2 separate regions of the Mus musculus genome follow, and region 2 is linked to region 1. The links are chromatin contacts, called in public HiChIP or PLAC-seq maps. All regions are on one chromosome and are shown on one strand. The core of a region is the stretch at or near the end of the contact, and the rest is flanking DNA. Distances in the headings are between cores, read along the strand shown. Region 1 overlaps Osbpl8 (oxysterol binding protein-like 8). Region 2 overlaps Osbpl8 (oxysterol binding protein-like 8).

The links. HiChIP or PLAC-seq counts read pairs in DNA pulled down with a chosen protein or histone mark.
Region 2: a contact with region 1 is called in a BATF HiChIP or PLAC-seq map of CD8 T cells, with 15 read pairs. The contact joins two enhancer-like sites. A contact is called at or near these places in 6 of 39 promoter capture datasets (the 3T3-L1 cell line, 3T3-L1-derived adipocytes, the HPC-7 cell line and 3 more), 1 of 15 datasets of contacts at CTCF or cohesin (CD8 T cells), 23 of 484 Hi-C or Micro-C datasets (CD4 T cells, CD8 T cells, DN3 thymocytes and 12 more) and 4 of 115 datasets of contacts at active chromatin or transcription factors (CD8 T cells, the HPC-7 cell line, bone marrow-derived macrophages and 1 more).

What each region holds. Positions count from the first base shown.
Region 1 is chr10:111,179,327-111,182,407 of GRCm38.p6, reverse strand. All of the region lies in intron 1 of Osbpl8 (oxysterol binding protein-like 8), which reads right to left. It also overlaps the pseudogene Gm17849. Among named protein-coding and RNA genes, the nearest start is that of Gm51266, 4.8 kb to the left of the region's middle. Within about 2 kb of position 1,562, at least 33 of the 459 cell types and tissues checked have an H3K27ac peak or open chromatin away from gene starts, as enhancers often do. A contact at or near this core is called in CD8 T cells and liver, where this site is marked.
Region 2 is chr10:111,213,356-111,216,436 of GRCm38.p6, reverse strand. The region is part of intron 2 of Osbpl8 (oxysterol binding protein-like 8); the gene reads right to left. Among named protein-coding and RNA genes, the nearest start is that of Gm51266, 29 kb to the right of the region's middle. Within about 2 kb of position 1,581, at least 26 of the 459 cell types and tissues checked have an H3K27ac peak or open chromatin away from gene starts, as enhancers often do. A contact at or near this core is called in CD8 T cells and liver, where this site is marked.

The DNA of each region.
Region 1 (3,081 bases), core at 313-2,812:
CTGGCATGCAGACATGCATGCAGATAGAACACTTATATACATACAATAAGTAATAATTTAAAAAACACATCAAAGCCAGGCATGGTGGTGCACACCTTTAATTCCAGCACTTGGGAGACAGAGGCAGGAGGGAATTTGTGAGTTTGATGTCAGCCTGGTCTACTGATCGAGTTCCAAGATAGCTAGAGATATACAGAAAAACTGTCTTGGGGGAAAGGAAGGAAGGAAGGAAGGAAGGAAGGAAGGAAGGAAGGAAGGAAGGAAGGAAGAGAAGGGGAGAGGGAGAGAGGGAGGGGGAAGGGCAGAAGGGAGGGAGAGAGAGAAAGAGAGAGAGAAAGAGAAAGAAAAAGCCAAACATCAAAAGGCCTACAGCAAGAAATCAAAATCTTTCTTTAAAAGACTTACTTTTTTTAAAAAAAATTATTGTATTTTTTTACATTTCAAATGTCATTCCCTTTCCTGGTTTCCCCCCTGCAAACCCTCTATCACATCTCTCCTTACCCTGCTTCTGTGAGGGTGCTCCCCACCCACCCTCACTCCCAACTCACTGCCCTGGCTTTCCCCTACACTGGGGCATCAAGCCTTCACAGAACCAAGGGCCTCCCCTCCCATTGATGCCAGATAAAGCCCCTTCAGCTCCTACAGTCCTTCCCCTAACTCCTCCATTGGGGTCCCTGTGCTCAGTCCGATGGTTGGCTGCGAGCATCCGTATCTGTAGTGGTCAGAATCTGGCACAGCCTCTCAGGAATCAGGCTCCTGCCAGCAATAGTGTCTGGGTTTGGTGTCTGAATGTGGGATGGATTCCCAGGTGGGACAGTCTCTGGATGGCCTTTCCTTCAGTCTCTGCTCCACACTTTGTCTCTGAATTTCCTTTAGACAGGAGCAATTCTGGGTTAAAGTTTTGAGTGGTTCCATCCCTCAGCTGGGGGCCATGCCTAACCTCTGGATATGGTCTTGACAGACTCTCCCTCCCCTTTGTGGGGTATTTCAGCTAACGTCATTCCCATGGGGTCCTGAGATTACTTTTATTTTTAATTGTTTGTGTGTGTAGGTGCTCAAAGGCCAGAAAGGGCTTTGGGTCATCTGGAACTGAAGCTACAGGCCATAATAAATTGCCCGACTTGGGTGCTGGAAACCATACCCAGTTCGTATGCAAGTACAGAGGACTTACGCTTCTGGGACCCAGGTTTAAAGTCACTTTCACCGTCTACGAATGCCTATCAAGAGGTCTGAGGATACTGCTCTAAATTTGGTAACCTTGGAAAGGCCCTCTGGAAGGCACTGGAATGTTCCGGCTGTTGAGAAGATGAGTATTCCAAACAGAGAGGAATTGATTTGTTTGACCAATCTGACCTAGCCTAAGCTACAGACAGAAGAGCCAAGCTGACCAGTTGACCAGTATTTGACTGGCCATAAAGATTCCCACGTGGCTAACCAGGTCCTCAGGATAAGCAGGACCTCTTAGGGCTTACAAGGGAGAGAGAGATAAGCCCCATCCAGGCTTCAATGTGGTATAGATCTTCCTAGAGGCAGGGAGCAGGTGGCAGTGAGCCCTCCTTGATTTAGTAGCCACTAGAGGGCCCCTATCCAGGACTACTGTTGGATGGTTATAATGTGTGTGGGAATGCTGCTGAGGCTGAACCCCTAGCTCCTGGAGCCGTGAGGGGCTTTGAGCACTGGACTAGGGATAATCTGGGCAGCGTTCCTCAGACTCTCCCTGATGGCAGCTTCAATCTGCTCTTGACAAGTCCAGAGGCAGTCCACTTCACTGTCTCTGATCCCTGCTGACAGCTCTATGAATTTGTTCCCAGATGTGCAGCAAGCATCCAGGCCTTGCACTGCAGCCTACTACAATCATGGATGGCCAATACATAGCAAAGGTGTAATTAGTAGCACAGAGGGCCAAAAAAGGTCTGAGCGTGCTTTCTGACCATGGTCTGTTGGTCACTAGGCGGAGTCTTGTAGAGACAGGTCCAGGAAATTAGATGCAACTGCAGCAGCCAGGGCCTATTTGAGCTGCCTTCCCCAAGCCCCGTAACTCCCACTTCCACAACTGACAGGGAGATTCTGCTTGATGTGTGTGTGGTCTTATGTGGCTTGGAGGACACCAACCAGCGAATTCTACCAATGAGCTGTACCTGACCTTTCTGTGGTAGGGATGCAGGGCAGGCGGAGAGCAATCCAGATAGTTCACAGACAGGGGAAGGCTTCCTCCTTACAGCACTGTTCCTCATACTCCTCCAGTATCAGAGTGCCAGCACCTTCCACACCACGCGTGCATCTTGGTCTCTGGATGTTCACTCCAGAGTATGAAGTGCAGGGCATGCAAGTGCTCCTCCAGGCACAGCAAGCTACAGGATATACTGGTCCCTGAGCAGATGCTCACCCGTAAAGAGCCAAGAGTCTAACCAGCCTGGAGGGCCATGAAGGGTACCCTAGCAACACAGCAGCTCCATACCAAGGCAGTTCACAGGTAGAACATAAATATGGGCTTGTGAACCCAAGAAATCCTAAAACAGTAATCACAACTCTTAAACTGTGCTTGGCAATACACATCTATAATACCAGACAAGCCAGAGGCAAGAGTTCAAGGAAGCCAGGGATAAGGTACACATCTTCAAACACAGCACTTTGAAGGCAGAGGGAACTTCCTGGGCAAGCTGGTCTACAGACCAAGTTCTAGACCAGCTAGGGCTACACAGTAACACCCTGTCACCCTCCCTCTCATCCCTCAAAAACAGTCAGAGCCATCCTTGACTGCATGCAAAGTCTGAGAGCAGCCTGGTCTACAGGCTACATGGTATCTCGCTTTGGTGCCTAGGAGTTAGGGGTCAGCGGCAGACAGACTCTTATTAAATTCTCATGCCTCTGATGATCCAATCCTTTTCCCCAGTACTATCTCTCTGCTGCCCACTCTTTTCACACATTTCCCCCAGGTACAGTGAATTCTTTCAGTTCCTAGCAAAGACCCTGCCAGAAATATTTTTTATTCCTTCAGTTCATGCCAGCTTCTTTGGATCCCTTCATCCCCTAGGTCAGCGAATCCTTATAGCATCCTATACTCCTTCCTATTAGGAATCT
Region 2 (3,081 bases), core at 332-2,831, 34 kb before region 1:
AGTGGCAACATATAATTCATTCATAACAGACTTACAAAATCAATTCTGTTAGCAAAGTTCAATGTGGGTTATCCTTCCCTTCTGACCCTCAGAGTATTTTTCCTTACTGCCTCGTGTATGAGCATGCTATCCCACGTGCACTGCCTAACTTCTGTTAGCAACAGGCAGGACTGTGGCAGAGCCCAGAGTCCCACCTACTCCTTGAAACACCAGCCCTGCACCTAGCATTTACAGGCCAACTCAACAGACCCACAAGTTCTAAGAACACTGTCACTTTCTGGTCAGAAAACAACCCTTATAACCAAGCTTGGTTCTGCAAGTCTGCAATCACAGCTACTTAGGAGCCTGAGGCAGGAGGATTACAAATTCAAGGTCTGCCTAGGTTATAGAACGAGTACAAGGCCAGCCGAAAGAACTTAAGCAGACCCAGATCTCACCTCCAAATGTACACACAGAGTGTACAGAAATGGGCAGAGCACTTCCTAGCTGGTATAAGGGCCCATGCTCAATCTCCACCAGAGCAAGGGGTATGGGAAAAGGGAAGACGGGTAAGTCCTGAAGATTCTGCTCAAAAGCTGCTGCTTCAGAAGACTCTTTGTATGCCCCTCCTTCTCCAGGCTGCCACTCTCCCTTCCTACTCTCCCTTCCTCCCCACACTGACTGTCTCTCACCATCCCGACCTTACTCCACTGCACTGAGAATGGGCCTGTGCCCTGCTGTGTTCACTGATGCTGTCCTCATGCTCACCTGCAGCCAGGTCTTAGGGAGGCCTGCTCTCAAGTGAGGGCTCCTCCTCTCACATCATCTAAAACTAGCCGGCACATCTGACACACAAAGAATTAACAGACTATAAGTAAGAACTCTATTTTTACTGCTTTAAAGCAACAAAAAAATCTGACATATTATAGACATTCAATAAATAATGAATGAATAAGCACATGAGTGAAAAGGGACTTACTAATTATTATAATCTTAACAAACAGTGAGGTTCTTAGTGTTATTTCTGGTAGGGGATATGGGAGGTGCTCATGGCAGAGTGCAGGTGGGGTCTAGGACAACTCTGTGGAGTCACTTCCCTCCTGTCACCTTTACGTGGGTTCTGAGAATCAAACACAGGCCGTCAAGTTCACGGAGCAAGCCCTTTCTCCAGTAAGCCTCCTTACCAGACCCATGTAAGAAATTTCTTATGTGTCCTTTTCTGCATTCCTATCTGCTAAACAGATTAGTTCAACTTTTCTAAGACGAGTAAAACTTGCCTAGCCTCTTTTATTTCCAAAATGTTAATATATTGCACATCTAATGTCTTGAAAGGAAGCATAAGCCAAATAAACCCCGATCATTATTCATCATTGAAGGAGTCAAAACAGGAGCTAAAACGAGAACCTGGGAGCCAGGAGCTGATGCAGAGGTCATAAGAGACTGTTGCTTACTGGCTTGCTCTCTGTGGCTAGGCCATCCTGCTTTCTTATAGAACTCAAGATTACCAGCTCAGGGATGGCAGCACCCACAATGGGCTGGGCCCTCCACATCAATCACTGTTCAAGAAAATGCCCTACATGTTTACCTACAGCGAGATCTTAGGGAGGTGTTTTCTCAATTGAGGTTTCCTCCTCTCACATGACTATAGTTGTGTCAAGCTGATCTAAAACTACCCAGCACATCTAATATGACACACAAAGAATTAATATACAGTATAAGAACTCTATCTTTTTTTTTTTTTTTGTCTTAAGGCATGTAGACCAGGGTAGCCACAACACAGACACTGCCTCAGTCCTACAAACATCCTCAGCTGTCATCAACAACACAGCTGGATTCTTCCCACTATTCTAAACTCATTTGTAGTGATGGAGCATAACTGGTAATTCTTCTGGAACTGGTAGTTTCTTGTCATAACTAAACCCACCCCCCTTCATCAAAGTACTTACACAGAGAGAAGCTCAAAAACTCATCAATATGATTTCTTACTCTAAATAATGTCTTTTAAATGGTGGGGCAACAGAAAGAAAATTGTGGTCATAAAGCAAAGAAATGTCCCAACTGCCCATGAAAGACTTAAACCTACAAACCCGACCATTGACGTCATGAAATCTTTTCCTCTAAATCTGACTCAATCAACCAGTTACTTGGAAAGGTTATAGAAACAATACAACCAAAACCACTTGTCATACCACAATCACACCAGGTGAGATATGAGAACCGGTTATATTAGAAATGCAGGTTAGTAAACATTTCAGTAGATCTTACAATGTAAGCTTAACCTCAGGATGGGTTTGAACCATTTTAATTTTCAGTGTAAAAGAACTTAGCTTACCTGGAATTTCACCTAGAAAATTATATGCATTGTTTACACAGATCCGTGAATTTTATGTTGGAGGGAGGGAGGGAGGAAGGGAGAGAAGAAATGAGTCAGGACCAAGATATGAATGAAGACGTAATAACAAATTTCTTCTCAGTTCCTAGAAGTCTATTCTCTTTCTAAAAATTATAGCATAAAAATAATGGCAAAGTATACCTTGCTGAATATTACAAAGCCATAGACAAGATTGCTAATGCTATGGAAATATTGATTTCTGTGACTCATAAATCTACAACAGACAAGAACGTAGTTACTTGTTCTCCAAGCCTCAGAAACCACGTGGTGCCCAGTATCAAATGAATACCAGCCACAAAGACACAATTAGCTTTGAGAGAATCAAACTCTGGGAAGTGGTCATGTCACACAAAATTTTCAAAATGTGCACTACATTAGCTACTGAATACAAAATACTTTAAAAGGGTGGTTAAGAGAGTATGTGTAATACAGATGAGCTTATGACATAAAAATATGTCTTTGCATACAATGACAAGAAAAACAGTTAGAATATCTGTACTTTAAATCTCAGCATTACCCTTTGCCTGGCTAAGGGACCTTACTCAAATGGCCCTTTGAGGATCTCACTTTCTTCATTTCTACAGAGAATATTTACTTCATGGTATTATAGAGATTCCCATGAAAGTGTGTGAGATACATAGCTCAGGATAGAGCACATAATTAAGAATGCAAGAAATATTTTTTTTACCACACAAGTATAGTAATACAAC